2 separate regions of the Mus musculus genome follow, and region 2 is linked to region 1. Evidence: chromatin contacts called from public Hi-C data. All regions are on one chromosome and are shown on one strand. The core of a region is the stretch at or near the end of the contact, and the rest is flanking DNA. Distances in the headings are between cores, read along the strand shown.

The links. Hi-C and Micro-C count contacts between places; a contact is called where the count stands out from the background.
Region 2: a contact with region 1 is called in a Hi-C map of Th1 cells, with 3 times the contacts expected there. The contact joins two enhancer-like sites. A contact is called at or near these places in 1 of 39 promoter capture datasets (epiblast stem cells), 1 of 15 datasets of contacts at CTCF or cohesin (pro-B cells), 12 of 484 Hi-C or Micro-C datasets (the AtT-20 cell line, Th1 cells, cerebellum and 7 more), 4 of 115 datasets of contacts at active chromatin or transcription factors (double positive thymocytes, effector CD8 T cells, large pre-B cells and 1 more) and 2 of 9 other capture datasets (embryonic stem cells and liver).

What each region holds. Positions count from the first base shown.
Region 1 is chr3:152,759,985-152,766,641 of GRCm38.p6, reverse strand. Pigk (phosphatidylinositol glycan anchor biosynthesis, class K) reads right to left here. Exons shown (of 11, transcript NM_025662.5): 10 at 119-203. Among named protein-coding and RNA genes, the nearest start is that of Gm40181, 7.2 kb to the right of the region's middle. Within about 2 kb of position 3,236, at least 136 of the 459 cell types and tissues checked have an H3K27ac peak or open chromatin away from gene starts, as enhancers often do. A contact at or near this core is called in Th1 cells, double positive thymocytes, effector CD8 T cells and 2 more, where this site is marked.
Region 2 is chr3:152,947,676-152,954,332 of GRCm38.p6, reverse strand. All of the region lies in intron 2 of St6galnac5 (ST6 (alpha-N-acetyl-neuraminyl-2,3-beta-galactosyl-1,3)-N-acetylgalactosaminide alpha-2,6-sialyltransferase 5), which reads left to right. All of the region lies in intron 2 of Gm46830 (a long non-coding RNA gene), which reads right to left. Among named protein-coding and RNA genes, the nearest start is that of St6galnac5, 31 kb to the left of the region's middle. Within about 2 kb of position 3,887, at least 33 of the 459 cell types and tissues checked have an H3K27ac peak or open chromatin away from gene starts, as enhancers often do. A contact at or near this core is called in Th1 cells, double positive thymocytes, effector CD8 T cells and 2 more, where this site is marked.

The DNA.
Region 1 (6,657 bases), core at 1,987-4,486:
GAAGAGTGTACCCACAACATCTACAGACAGAACACGAGGACTCTGAAAAGCCTAACAAAAGCATTCCCCTCTGAGATTAAAAGTGTGTTTCTTTCAAAAGAATCAAACAGAAACCAACCTGGTGTATTATCTGAGCCACCGGGAGCTGCTCAGCATACTTGAGAGGTCCCATGCGCTCCTCGGCCGTGCCGTCTTCTTTAGAACTAGAAAGCAATCAGAACACACACTCAGGCCAGTGCCACAGGTAAGCATTATTAGCCTAAGAGCACAACTCTGAGATGTGCTTATCACATACCTAAAGGAACTTTTGGAAATAATATTTATTGACAATTTTGGAAAAACTACCCAGCGCAATGGCCAGGACCTAAACGACTGCCAGGAAAGTATTCAGACTACGTGCAATGGTGTGACGAGATCAGCGACGTCACCTACGGTCCTGGTTCCCACGTTCACTCGGGACTTAACATTTAGGAACACGTCCTGGAGGAGCAGGGCCTCTGGGGAAGCAGAGACCTGGGCGTTGCCAGAAGTGGCGGTGCACAGAGAAGGTTGAGAAGTCAGCCCTCGTAGACACAGGGCTCCTAAGTGTAAGTCATTTAGATCCTGGCCATTGCAATCTAACATGATATGCAGAATTCACACAACGACTACTACTACAGGTGCAGAAAGGTAGATTTCTTTTCCCTTTCAGCTTGTTCCTTTTTTTTTTTTCAGTGTTTATTAGAACTTTTAGTGAGCATATAAAGTATGGGGCTTCACTGTGACGCCTTCCCACCCACATCACCATTTTTGCTGCCCCCTTACTACCCTCAGGCATACCCGCTCCTTGCTGCCCCCTTACTACCCTCACGCACACCTGCTCCTTGCTGCCCCCTTACTACCCTCACCTTGCTGCCCCCTTACTACCCTCACCTTGCTGCCCCCTTACTACCCTCACGCACACCCGCTCCTTGTTGGCCCCTTTCTCCTATGCAGTCCTCGACTTCACTTTCAGTTTAGATATTCCATCACTCTCTCTTGTCATTCTCTGATCCCTGGAAATCAGAAATTAAAAAACACAAACCAACAAGTAGTCTGATAAAATGTATTTTTTAAAGTACTGACCATCTCAAAAATAAACTCTAGATATTAGTAAGATCTGACTGCATGCAGTAAAATGTTTTTACCCTTTTTCCTGTGAATTCCACAATGTGTCAACATTAGATTTCAAAACTTCAACTTCATCTTTTCCTGAAAATCATATGAAATAAGCTTAACTAAGACTCAAAACCTGCAGTGTGAGGATTATGAGGCCTCTCCCAAAAGGAGGCTGATATGCAAATCAGTGCCATTCTCTGCCCCAGATTAAAGAACACCCAGAGTTCTTGGTGGTGTGAGCATCTCTCTCACAGGAGCAACATAAAAGATAGTTAATTCAGTCTAGAAGAATGCCACAGATTCTAGCCACGATAGGTGGAGAGTGGGTGGGTCACTGCTATGAGTTGGGTTGGGAGGAGATATGGGGGAAGGGGTGGGAGGGGCCTACTGGCTCCTGGGTAGTTTCTGGAAACTCTCAAACTGTCAGAGGAAAAAAGCAGGCAAACACTCCAGCTACAGACAGGCAAGGACTTCCTGAATGGATTCCTGCTGCAGAATAAATAGGCCAGTGGGAGAGAAATGAAACCTCATGAAATTCAAAAACAAAAACAACAAAACCCTTCCGTTCAGCAAAAGAAAGAGTTGGGTGAAGAAAGAGCCTAGGAGACAGGAGATAATCTAACAGCGAATTAATATCCATGATATACAAAAGCTCAAGACGGCAGATGTCAGGAAGAACACAGAAGACAACTCAAGCAAAACTCAGCTAAGCACTGAACAGAGAGAAGCCCAAGTGACCAGCAACTATCATGAAGCACTCGGTGCCCTTAGTCATCACAGAGGCACCAGTTAAAACCACAATGAGATTCCATCTACATCAGGAAGAATGGCTAACAGCAAGACACGGATATTGGAATGGTGTTGGTGGGCATATAACCTTCTGCAGCTACAAGGAAAACCAACGTGGTGATTTCTAAGAAAGCAAATGCTACAGTTGCCATATGACCCACCCATCCCACTCCTGGGCACCCACCCGAAGAACTCTGCATCCTACCAAAGAGACCTGCACATCTGTGGTCACGGCCGCTCTAGTCACAGTAGCTAGGAAATACAGTCAGCCTAGACACTATTAACTCAAGTAACAACAAAAATGAGGTACACACACAATGGAATTCAAGTCATCCAATAACTTGAAACTATGAGATTTTCAAGAAATGGAAGAAACTGAAAAATATTCTATTACCTTAACTCTCTCATGTGTGTTCAGCTCTTTTATATATACACATCTATATCACAGGAGAAATATGATCTTTAAGTTGGGGGTGGGGAGACAGCAGAACCCGTGTGACATAGAAGGGACACGATGGTCTCACTCAGCGAGAGCAGATGGCAGACAGAATGTACAGTCTAGGATGTCAACCGAAAGAAATGATACATGGAAAGCTGACATTTTGGTAAGCTAATCAAAAAACAATTTTTAAAAATATTTTGAATGGGATATTCACCCTGTGGGGATGAATAAAGGTGTTTCCAGAGGTTACAGCCTATTAAACAAGAATCCCAGGACCAGGGCAAGGCACTTCTCAGGAGGTGACCATGGGTGCTCCCAAGAACCCCAAAACAACCCAGGCCACTGCCCTTAGTTTCCTACCATAACTAGTTGGTCAGACTGTGCTGCTCAAGATCACACAGGATTGACCCCAGACACAGAGAAAGCAAGCTGCAGCTGGGCTGGAACCTCCCCCCTGCTGGCTAGGCTGAAGCTGCCAGGGGGCGCCATGCAGCTCGCCCTCCGGGTACCAACACTGACGGCCAGGCAGCTTGAGAGCACTGGTACGGCGGGAAGCCTGCCCACCTCGGGGCTGGACTTGCCACAGGAAGGACCTCGCTTCGGACGCTCTCCGCTGGTCAAAAGCCTGTAGCTGGGAAGAGGGGCTGCAGGATGCAAGTCGCGCCTATCAAACGGCCTTCTCCAGAGCTCACATGCCCGCAGAGCTGCTCAGACAAGCTTCTTCCTCCAGTGGGCAGCAGTGACTGCAGACTCATAACTACTCAAAGTCGAGAGAATAAACTAAACGACAGTTTGAATACCTCGCCCGCTATACCTAGGACATATAGAACAGCCCCTCAAAGCTCGGGGGCACTGTGGAAGATGGAGCAGAGAGAACGGAAGAGTCAGCGGAAGTGAGATAGCTGTGGAAAGCTGACTTCCGGATACGACAGGACTTTGGCAATCGCAGACCCACAGCAGCCTTGACATCTGCACTGGACTGCAAGGCTGGGTCTGTCAGGACCCTTCCAGGGAAGAGCAAGGGATCCGTGGAGCCCCACCCTCTCCAGGACTCACAGGCAGTTAAAAGTTGATGGGGGAGGAGACAGAATTTCCACAGCCCTGTAGCTATAAGGTGTACATGCTCTGTAAACAGGCTTCCGCCCACGCTCCTGCAGACAGCCCTGAGGAGACTCACAGGGTCACCACAACTGATAGACAAAGGCAAGACAAGAAAGCATAGGGGAGCCAGCTGGGAAGAGGATTGGCAGAACTGGGGTGAATATGACCGACATACACCATGCACATGCATAAACCGACATAATGAAATCCATTGCTGTGGACAACTAATACATAATAATTAATTAAATTATATACTAATTAAATATATATACTAATTAAAACACTTAGTCCCAACACTTGGGAGGTAATATCAGGTGGACCAAGGTTCAAGACCAATCTCAGGGACACAGGAGTTTATGGGCAGCCTCTAATACATGAGAGCCAGTTCAACAGAAAAAGCTTTTAAAAGAAAAAACTTGTGAAAAAAAATGAGCAATTTTCTAATTTTTAAATTTTTCTTGTTGAACCATTTGAAAGTTGAGACACCATCAGTTATTATGTATTTCAGCATGCCTTCACAATGTCAACAATGTTTCAAAGACAGTGTGTAATTCACACTGAGTCTCATGTAGCTCACCAGTCTCACAGTGGTTAAATCAACCGCTCATAACTTTCCTGGAAATACTGGTTCTCTTCCACAGGTTGCACACTGTTTCCAGGAACCTGGCTCGATGTTCTTTCCAGTTAGGTGACTTCCATCCTAACGCACTGTTACCCTTGTACTCCTGCATCTTCGTTTCTCACTCGGAGGCTCGGGAGGCCTCTTCCTCCCTGCTTCTGCTGAGGTGACGCCCTAGCATACTTGGAGGATTGGCAGGGTAGACAGTCCCTCTCAGGTACCCACGACATAAGACCTTTCAATGCACACATTCTGCTTGAGCTCTGAAAAGGTTTCCAGTACAGTTTTTAACGCTATTTCTATTTCTATTCCATTTGATTTTCTAGTTTAAGCATTAAGCAAATATAATGGACCCCCCCCCCAGACTCTCTCTCTCTCTCTGATTTTTCCTGTTTTCTTCCTCACATTTCAGTGTTATTTTCCTGGCTCTTATTTCTAGTCTTTATTCCTTTCACTGAACTTGTGGTAACACACTCCTCCCCTGGGTGTCTTGTAATTTAGTTTTCACTTCCAAGGTGATTTTCTCTATTTTGCCTTTGTCTTTCCAGAGTCCAGTTGGGTTCTTCCAGACATTTCTGTTGTTTGTCTCTTTCAGTCATGACTCTCTCAGTGAGTTCATTCATTACACAGACACTTGTGTAATACCGTGTTCACACTCCAGGGCTCCAGCTGGCCTTCCTCTGTGTTTTCTTTTATATCCCAGCCCTCTGTGTGTGTTTATGCATGTGCAGGCGCTTGTATACGATATGAGTGCGCATGTCTGAAAACCTCATTCCTCAGCCCCGTCAACGTGGTTTTAGAGACAGCCTGTCTGTCCCTGGCGTGGGCCTTGCTGGTGACCGTGCTGACTGTCCAGTGAACCCCAGAGGGCCACCTATGTCTGCCTCCCCAATACTGGGATTGCAATCACATGCCCCCACCCAGCCTTCTTATGAAGGCCCTGGGGTTGAACTCAGGTCCTTAAACTTCTCCTCAACCCTTCTTTCTGTTTTTGCTTTTCTCCACTGAAAGTGCCTACACATAACAAAATGTATATAAGTTATATATACTTTAATAAGGTTTTATCTTAATTTTCTATTTTATTCTGGTATTAACTTTGTACATTTGCTGAATTCTTTCTCTCTTGAAGATTATTTATGTTGGCTTTCCTGGGATTAGTAATGGCCATTAATCTGGAGTTGGATCAAGGAGATGAGCTAATTTACAAGGGAGAGTTTTCAGTTCAAGAGCGCCCTCTTCTGTAGCTGAAACGAACTGCAGCTTACTTAATAAAGTAGCCGATGTACCGGGGTGGGATTTTTAAATACTCCCTTGCTTTCATAAAGCCCTTCCTTACTCTTTTTGTCCACATCTAACACTTCTGGGCACCGTGTCCCCACCCTCCTCTTCACAACGTCCTCTGTTCTCATAGAATTGTCGCTTTCCTAATCATGGTGCATAAGGTCACCAAGCTCTCTACTCAGCATTTGTAATTCTGAGAAAACTACAGGTGCTCATTCCAACTTACGCATGGCTGGAACCCCAAACACCTCCTTCTTTCCTCTTATGAATAATGTGTGTTCTCCTTCTTAAGGTCATTCTTTTACTTAAGATTTTGAGAGCTCTAAGACACTCACTGGCTCCAGAGGTTATCTCTCCATTTTCTCTTTCCAAGACTGGGCTAAGAAGCTCTACTGACAGCATTTCATGAAGGAACAATTTCTGCACAGGAGGCTGTGCCGTTTTTCCTTGTGTCACTGTGTCTCAGACAATGGCATTTCACAGATACAAGCCGAGTCTCTTCACTGTGGAAGGGTTCTGAATCCAACACAGCAAAGCTACAATCTGTGCTGAAAGTGATTAAAATACTGCCCAACCCCTCTGTGAAGTTGAAAAAGACAGAGCAGGCTCAAGAGAAGCTCACAAAATCAGTTTACAATCCTCCTTTTGTGTCCTTGTTTCTCTATCTTAGATGCCCAGTGGCCTCAGAAACTCTTTACTCTGCTACTGAAGCACTCTTAGAACAAGTCTCTAAAATTATTTACAGTGCCCATACATAAAGCCATCTCTGACTCAAGAGTGTTTCCTCCCACAATGCCATGCTGAAATCAGATTATTCATGTATAAACTGACAGAGCTTATTGGGGCCTAAAGGCCAAAGCATTCTTCTAAGAATTGAAAACAACTGTAAGAACAGAGGTTGTTCTATGGTTGATACTAACAATAAAATCAATAAATAATTCAAAACACATTATCTAAAGTAATCCAAGGACATTAGGAAGAAATTCCAGAAACAGGTCCAAACCCACAATTTGATATAACCCTTTGAACGAGACAGCTTGAAACAATTACTTGAAACTAAAATATATACCAAAGAAGGCAAATTAGCTTATTTATATATAGTAAATTAAATTATATATAATATATTTTGAAGGCACAGAAAAGCTCCCATCCCTTAGCTGTATTTTTAACATGTTCAAGTAGTTATAAGCGGCTAGGAAACACCTTTAACAGTGTTCAACATCCTCAGCCATGAGGGAAATGCAGATTAAGTCCACCTTCAGAATCCACCTCACAACTCTCAGAATGG
Region 2 (6,657 bases), core at 2,638-5,137, 190 kb before region 1:
ACCCACCAGGAGTTAGGCATCAACAAAACAGCTGTGATAACACAAGCCTAATTGGCTTGGGCTCAGGCTGACTCTGGCAGGGAAGGAGTCTCTCCTGAGCACGTGGGCGATGAGCACACTGGAGGTGATGTTCATCACTGGAGCAAGATGGATGGATGCCCGGCGACGGGAAGAGCACAAGTCTATTGCACAGGCCTTTGGGTCATTCCGTGTTTGCAAAGAGAAGGCTGTGTTAGGGACTCTGGAAAGATGGGAGAACACAATCACGCTGACAGCTTCAGCTGCCCCATAGGCACCCCCACTTCCCTTAAAGGGACTGCATGAGGATGTCTATAGCAGGTCCTGGGATTAGCCCCTAAATCCTTCCGGGCTCGAGCAAACAAACTGCGGTATACTCAAGGTAGAATTCCACAAGGCAGCTAGAATGAATGGAGGGATGGAAGTACCCAGCATGAATGCTGAATGAAAGTCAAACTCAGAACAGTCTAAATGAATGTGACAAGAAGGAAGCTAGCAGCTATCCCATGTGGGGCTTGGATGACTACATGGAAGGGAGGAGTGTCTGTAAGTGCTGACGGTGTCTCAGCCTTTGATCTGGGTATACTATACAGACTCCCACTATATACTAAATCTACTGTATACTATATCTATATGCTATATACCGTATATACTGAAAAACTAAAATTCGCTAAGAGTTTTGTTTATTTTCTGTGCCGTTGGTAGTAATCCTCTTCATCTCCGATTCCCGTGTGGATGCTCAGCCTGAGTCAGAGTCCTGGGAGCTTCCTGAGCACAGGGTGCAGAGAGCCCTCCCCCACAATCACCCCAGCCTCACTGACTCAGAAAACATCATCCTAGCAGCTCCTCTTGACACCAGGTTTGAGATGTCTGTGGTCGCCAGGCAGTGGTGGCACATGCCTTTAATCCCAGCACTCGGGAGGCAGAAGCAGGTGGATTTCTGAGTTTGAGGCCAGCCTGGTCTATAGAGTGAGTTCCAGGACAGCCAGGGATACACAGAGAAACCCTGTCTGGAAAAACGAGAGAGAGAGAGAGTGTGTGTGTGTGTGTGTGTGTGTGTGTGTGTGAGAGAGAGAGAGAGAGAGAGAGAGAAAGAGAGTGTGTGTGAGAGAGAGAGAGAGAGAAAGAGGGGAGAGAGAGAGAGAGAGATCTGTAGTCTTCCTCTGATAGCCTGATTGGCCTAGAGATGAAAGGTTTACAGAGAGAGGAATGCAGATGAGGTATGAAATTGAGGATAGTTCTCTGCTGTGCACACATATCTAACTTAGTGACCATCCTCTTTCTTGTTTAACCATTAAGAGATAGAATTGTTGGGGCTGGCGAGCTCAGTCAATAAGGTGCTTGCCTTGCAAGTACGAGGACCTGACTTTCATACCCAGACAATTTTTAAAGTAAGACATGGTGGTGTGTACTTATAACCCCCACAGTGGGGAGGCAGAGACAGGCAGAACCCAGAGGCTCACTGGCCAGCCACTGTCGTCTTTTAGGCAAGCTCCAGGCCAGTGAAAGTTACTGTCAGAAAGAAACAAAATCAGAGCCTGAGGAACAGCAGCTAATAAGACTACACTCTGACCGTCATGAGCATGCACACACACACACACACACACACACACACACACACACACACACATAAAAGAAAACAAATAGAATAGTTAACTCTCACTTTAACAGTGACTGGAGAAATTATAGTTAAGCACAACTTTTCTACTCATGAAGACAAAATGTCTGTTCTGTTTTGAGGAATTGCTCCCCTAAAACAAAGCCTGTTTCCTATACCAGTCATTTGCGAACTGGGGCTTCGTGTGTGGATTGTCCAGAAAACAAGAACTGCAACAGTGTACACTTGGGTTTGTTTGATCAATGCAAACAAGGAGAATGAGTCTTGTGTCATCTTCTGCTTTGCCTGCAGTGCTCGTACCCAGAGCAGGGGGTGGGTTTTTAGCTGTGGGGAGCTGGTTCAGATAGAATCTGTCCACTGTGACCTTCCCTAATCAACTTGACTTCCTGTGTATGCAGAAAGTTAGCGTGACCCAACTACCTGAAAGCTCATCTCATCTTGGAGGTAGAAAAGCCACACTTGTCGTTTCCTATTTCTTAACCGAAGAGCAGAAAATGGTTTTAAGTGCTTATCTAACAACACAAATCCCCAAGCTAATGTTTGAAAAAAAAATGTTTGATAAAGTTTGTGTCTCCTGGGTAGTTAACCCAGGCAAGTGGAAAGCACTCTCAAGATGGAGAGTGTGGTAATAAAAGAGGCACACTGTTCCCCAAAGTAAGACTTCTGTGAGCATCTAGAAGAAAGTCCTTCTTCAGGCTCCTCCCTGCAGAGTTTGATAGAAGTGTCTCGCGCAGGAACCATTTCCCCAGAGGAGGAAATGTAGTGGGACTGTCTTTTATGGAGCGAAGTCAGAATTTGAATTAAGAAAGGCAGCTTAAATAATAGCTGAACTTCTGAACTTCCTGATCAGATAATTATTCTTGAAAGCCTGTCTAAGAGGGGAGAAGAGAATGAATGGCAATCAGTGTCAAGTTTTAGAGGAAAACCTGCGTTAAGTAGAGAGCTGTCCCACCAGGTTGGGATCGTTTTTTGTGTGGGTCTGAGAAGACTCACATGGTGGTACTTCTGATTGGCAGCTGGAGCCAAGAATATCTTTCAAAGATAGAAACTGTGTTGGGAAACTGGGTGTGTCTCATCCGATATCTTTCTTTAGATGCATATCCGGTTAATGAAAGGAATTTGTCGTTTTCTTGACCATGGGCCTCTCTCCTGAGCTACAGATCCATATGTCAAGTATTTACTAGAGAAGTCTCTTTGAATGCCCCTCAGGTACGAGTGAAACTCGGCCTTCTCTGGAACCCGAGCTGAGGCTTTATCATGGTTTCCTGTATGTATTTTCCTATAGCCAAGACGACTAGTGTTGCCCACGTGACAATCCTAGAACCACCTGGGAGGTGGGCTTCTGGGTGTGTCTGTGGGGGACTGTCTCCATTATGTTAACTTACGCGAGTTGACCCACATTCATTATAGGTGAGACCAGTTCTTGGGCAAGAAATCCTGGACTGTATAAGGTGGAGAATGTGGGCCTGGAGAGAGGAGGCGGCCCAGCTGTTAACAATTCTTCTTGTTCTTCCAGCTAACCCGAGTTGGGTTCCTAGAACCTGGGTTGGGTTACTCCAACCTCAGGGGATCCATTGCCCTCTTCTGGCTGCGACAGGCAACTGCACATACATAGTACGCACATAGATGGACGCATACATAAAAATGAATATTTGGAATGGAGAAAGCAAGCTGGGTACAGTTCATCCTCTCCGTTTCCAGACTATGGATGTGCTAGGATGTGATTGGCTGTTTCAGGTTCCTGCTGGCTTGACTTCCCCGCCATGGTATCTTGAACTGTGAGCGAAAACAAACCCTTCTCTCTTAGGTTGCTTTTCTCAGGGTAACTTATCATAGCAACAGGAGAAAAATAAAGATAATTACTATGTCAGCCTCCAAAATCATCTGGTATCTCTCCCTGGCTACCCTGTATGTTCGTTAGGCTTTGTCAACTTGACACACAAGGCAGAGTCATTTGGGAAAGGCTCTCAGTTACGGGAATGCATTTTCTTCATTAGTGAATGTGAGAGGGTCCAGTCCATGGTGCATGGTGCTCCACTTGGTCCTGGATGGTATTAGAAATCAAACTGAGCGAGCCAGCCAGTGAGCAGCACCTTTATACAGGCTCCAGTTTAAGGTCTGCTTCCGGGTTCCTGCACTGATGTCCTACCTTGGCTTCTCTAAGTGATGATCTGAAGTTTTAATAAGCCCTTTCTTCCTCAAGCTGCTTTTGGCTGTGGTCTTATCACAGCAGTCACAAAGTAGCTAACACACCCTACGCTTCCTGTCTGTGTGGAAGCCTCCTAGTAAGAGAGACATGAGCGGTCTCAACAGATTAAATGGAAGAGCTTGAGTTAGCTTTCTATTCTGCTTTAGTTGGTATCTCTCACGTATAACCCTGTTCACTTCAGGTTTACTTCCAGAATCACCCAAGCGCTGTGTATGTGTTCTGTCTTTGTGTGGATTATCAGCCACTAGTTGACTTGAATTTAGCCCTCTGCCAGCATTTCTGTTAGTTCCTTATGAGATGTTTCTGTCATGTTAGCCCAACTTCAGGACACCTGGATGGCTCTGTTTCTTTCCGTGCACACAGTAACCCTTTATCAACTCTTTAATCATAGCGGGTTTTATCTCTGCACTTAGTATTACTTGCCACTCGCCATTTCCTTTTAGAAATGCTTCCACACCTGCTAAATTTCTCTCAGGTTCTTATTTTTGGCCTGTTGTCTACCTTGGCTTGTTTGCTCTCGTGTCTCACTTGAGTGGAAAAACATGCATGTTTGTCTTGCTGGCAGAGGCCTGAGTGGTATCAAATCATAGGGACTTCACCCAGAAGATAGCACGTAATTTTATTTAACTGAGTCCTATTAGGGCTGCATATGCATAGGAACTTAGTGTCACTCACTGGAATATAGGGATATACCAGTGGCCACACTCCTAGAGAAAGGACTCTGTCTCTCAGCAGCCATCAGTCCTACAGCTACGGGGCAAGGCTTCAGAAGCCCCACCCCAGTCCATGCTGGCGCTTTTAACTGGCCTGATCTTGACAGATCGATCGTGTGTAGGTTACCACAGCTGCTGTGTGTTCATGTATATAACGCCATGTTATGTCACGAGGATGGCATTCACTGCACTCGTCTCCACCGTCCAGCTTTTACATTCTTCAACTCTCTTCTCCAATCTTCTACAAGCTTTATGGGGCCATGGCCATAGGGGGCGTAGTCAGTGTCAGTGGAGGCATAGTCAACGGAGCATGGCCGGTGGGGGTGTGGACAGTGGGGCAGGCCCTGTAGGTCGGTGGACAGTGTATTGTAGTTAGTGTGGGTATGGTCAGTGGGGGATGGACGATGGGGCGTGGTCAGTGGGCGTGGCCAGTGAGGAGGTATTGAAGTTCCCTCTGTGGCTGAGCTCTTGCTGCCATTATTTTTCTCAGCACTTGGAACACTACTGTGTCTCTGTGTGATCACTGCCCAATACAAAAAGAAGCTTCTCTGACCAAGGTTTGGAACAGCCCAGATCTACAGATGTTCACATAAATATCTGGAAGGCAGTTTGACGATAGATGTCAATCAGTTCTGATTACTTCTCAAAGGCCTCACTTCTTACCGTCATAATTTGATGGCGTTTCTATCTCAAAGTGGAGACTGAATTTCAACAGGAGCTTGTTAGAAACCACCGCTGAGTGGGTAGTTTATAAACAACAGAAATGTACCTTTTCTCAGGTATAAATCGCAAGAAGTCCAAGGTCAAGGCCCCTACCTGCACATGTGATGTGTGGCAAGGAGCCTCTTCCTGGGAGACGATTTTCCTGGCACTGTTTTATTTCATGGCAGAAAGGTGAGGCTCTTTCTTGAAGGCATCAGTCCTGTCGCATGCTCCACAGGCCCCGCCTCCTAACTCCTGAGATTGGTGATAAGGTCTGACCACACCCTAAAGGGTGGGTCTAGGCCATAGCCCGCATTTTCCTCTCTAGCACCGGACACTAGGCTCTTGCCTTTCCTCTTCACTTGATCCTCTACAACATCTCCTTAGGTCTTCCTTTCTCTAGGCCATTGTGCTTGGAGCTGTCGTGTGTGTGTGTGTGTGTGTGTGTGTGTGTGTGTGTGTGTGTAACACCTTGCCTTCCTTTCACAATACAGCACATGCTCCGCTGGGTTATTTGGAGGAGTATGCACTTGCACAAAGGCAGGCACTTCCTGGTTACTCATTCTCACGCTCTCGCAGCCTTGCATAGTGACTGACCCAGGGACGATGCTTAATGACCATCTGCTGTAATAAATACATTTTACCACTAATCATCTAATCAGTGTACGTTTGGTTTCACGCGTGCATCACTGCCCTGAAAACCTGAAAGCATATGTATGTGATTATGTGTTAGTCTGAACAATCAAGGAATCTGATTCACCCTGCCTTTGGAGTATCACTTCCCAGTGTTTTTTAAAACTCTGTTTCCAGGGTATAAAATACATAGAGCATCTTTGGGACCACCCTAAGAGGGCTCTGGTGCTGCCCTGGTCTCATGGTAAAAACCTTCAGGCATCTCAGAACTTTCTGTTCAGATCGTGGCTGTCTGTGTCTCTGTTACTTATAAGACATCTCTGCTGCCGCCATGCTGCATCCATCTTTGCACCTCTGGAGCTGCATGACCTTGTACCTCCACAGCCTCATAACCTGTGCACTGCTTGAAGTCACAAAACTGTTGACTGGTTCACATTTTGACTCAAGTACTTTGTAACCTCTGGCATATCTCTCCATAAGGAGTCAGTTTCCATATCTGTAAAGTGGGTGTTATGTTGATGGGAAGCCCCAGCACACGGGCTTACCATGTAACACTGCATATATAGTAAATAAGAAACTCAGCTCAGTGCTTAGAAAAGGCAGGGACTATGAAAAAGGACAGTGTGGAGATGAATCTAAGTTGCTTTGTGAAGAATTCTAGCCTGTCAGGGTGTTAATTTTTCATTGTCATGGTCTGCCAAGATGTAGCCACGGATTCAATAAAATAACTGCACAAGAAACCAAAGAGACAAGCTCCCCAATTT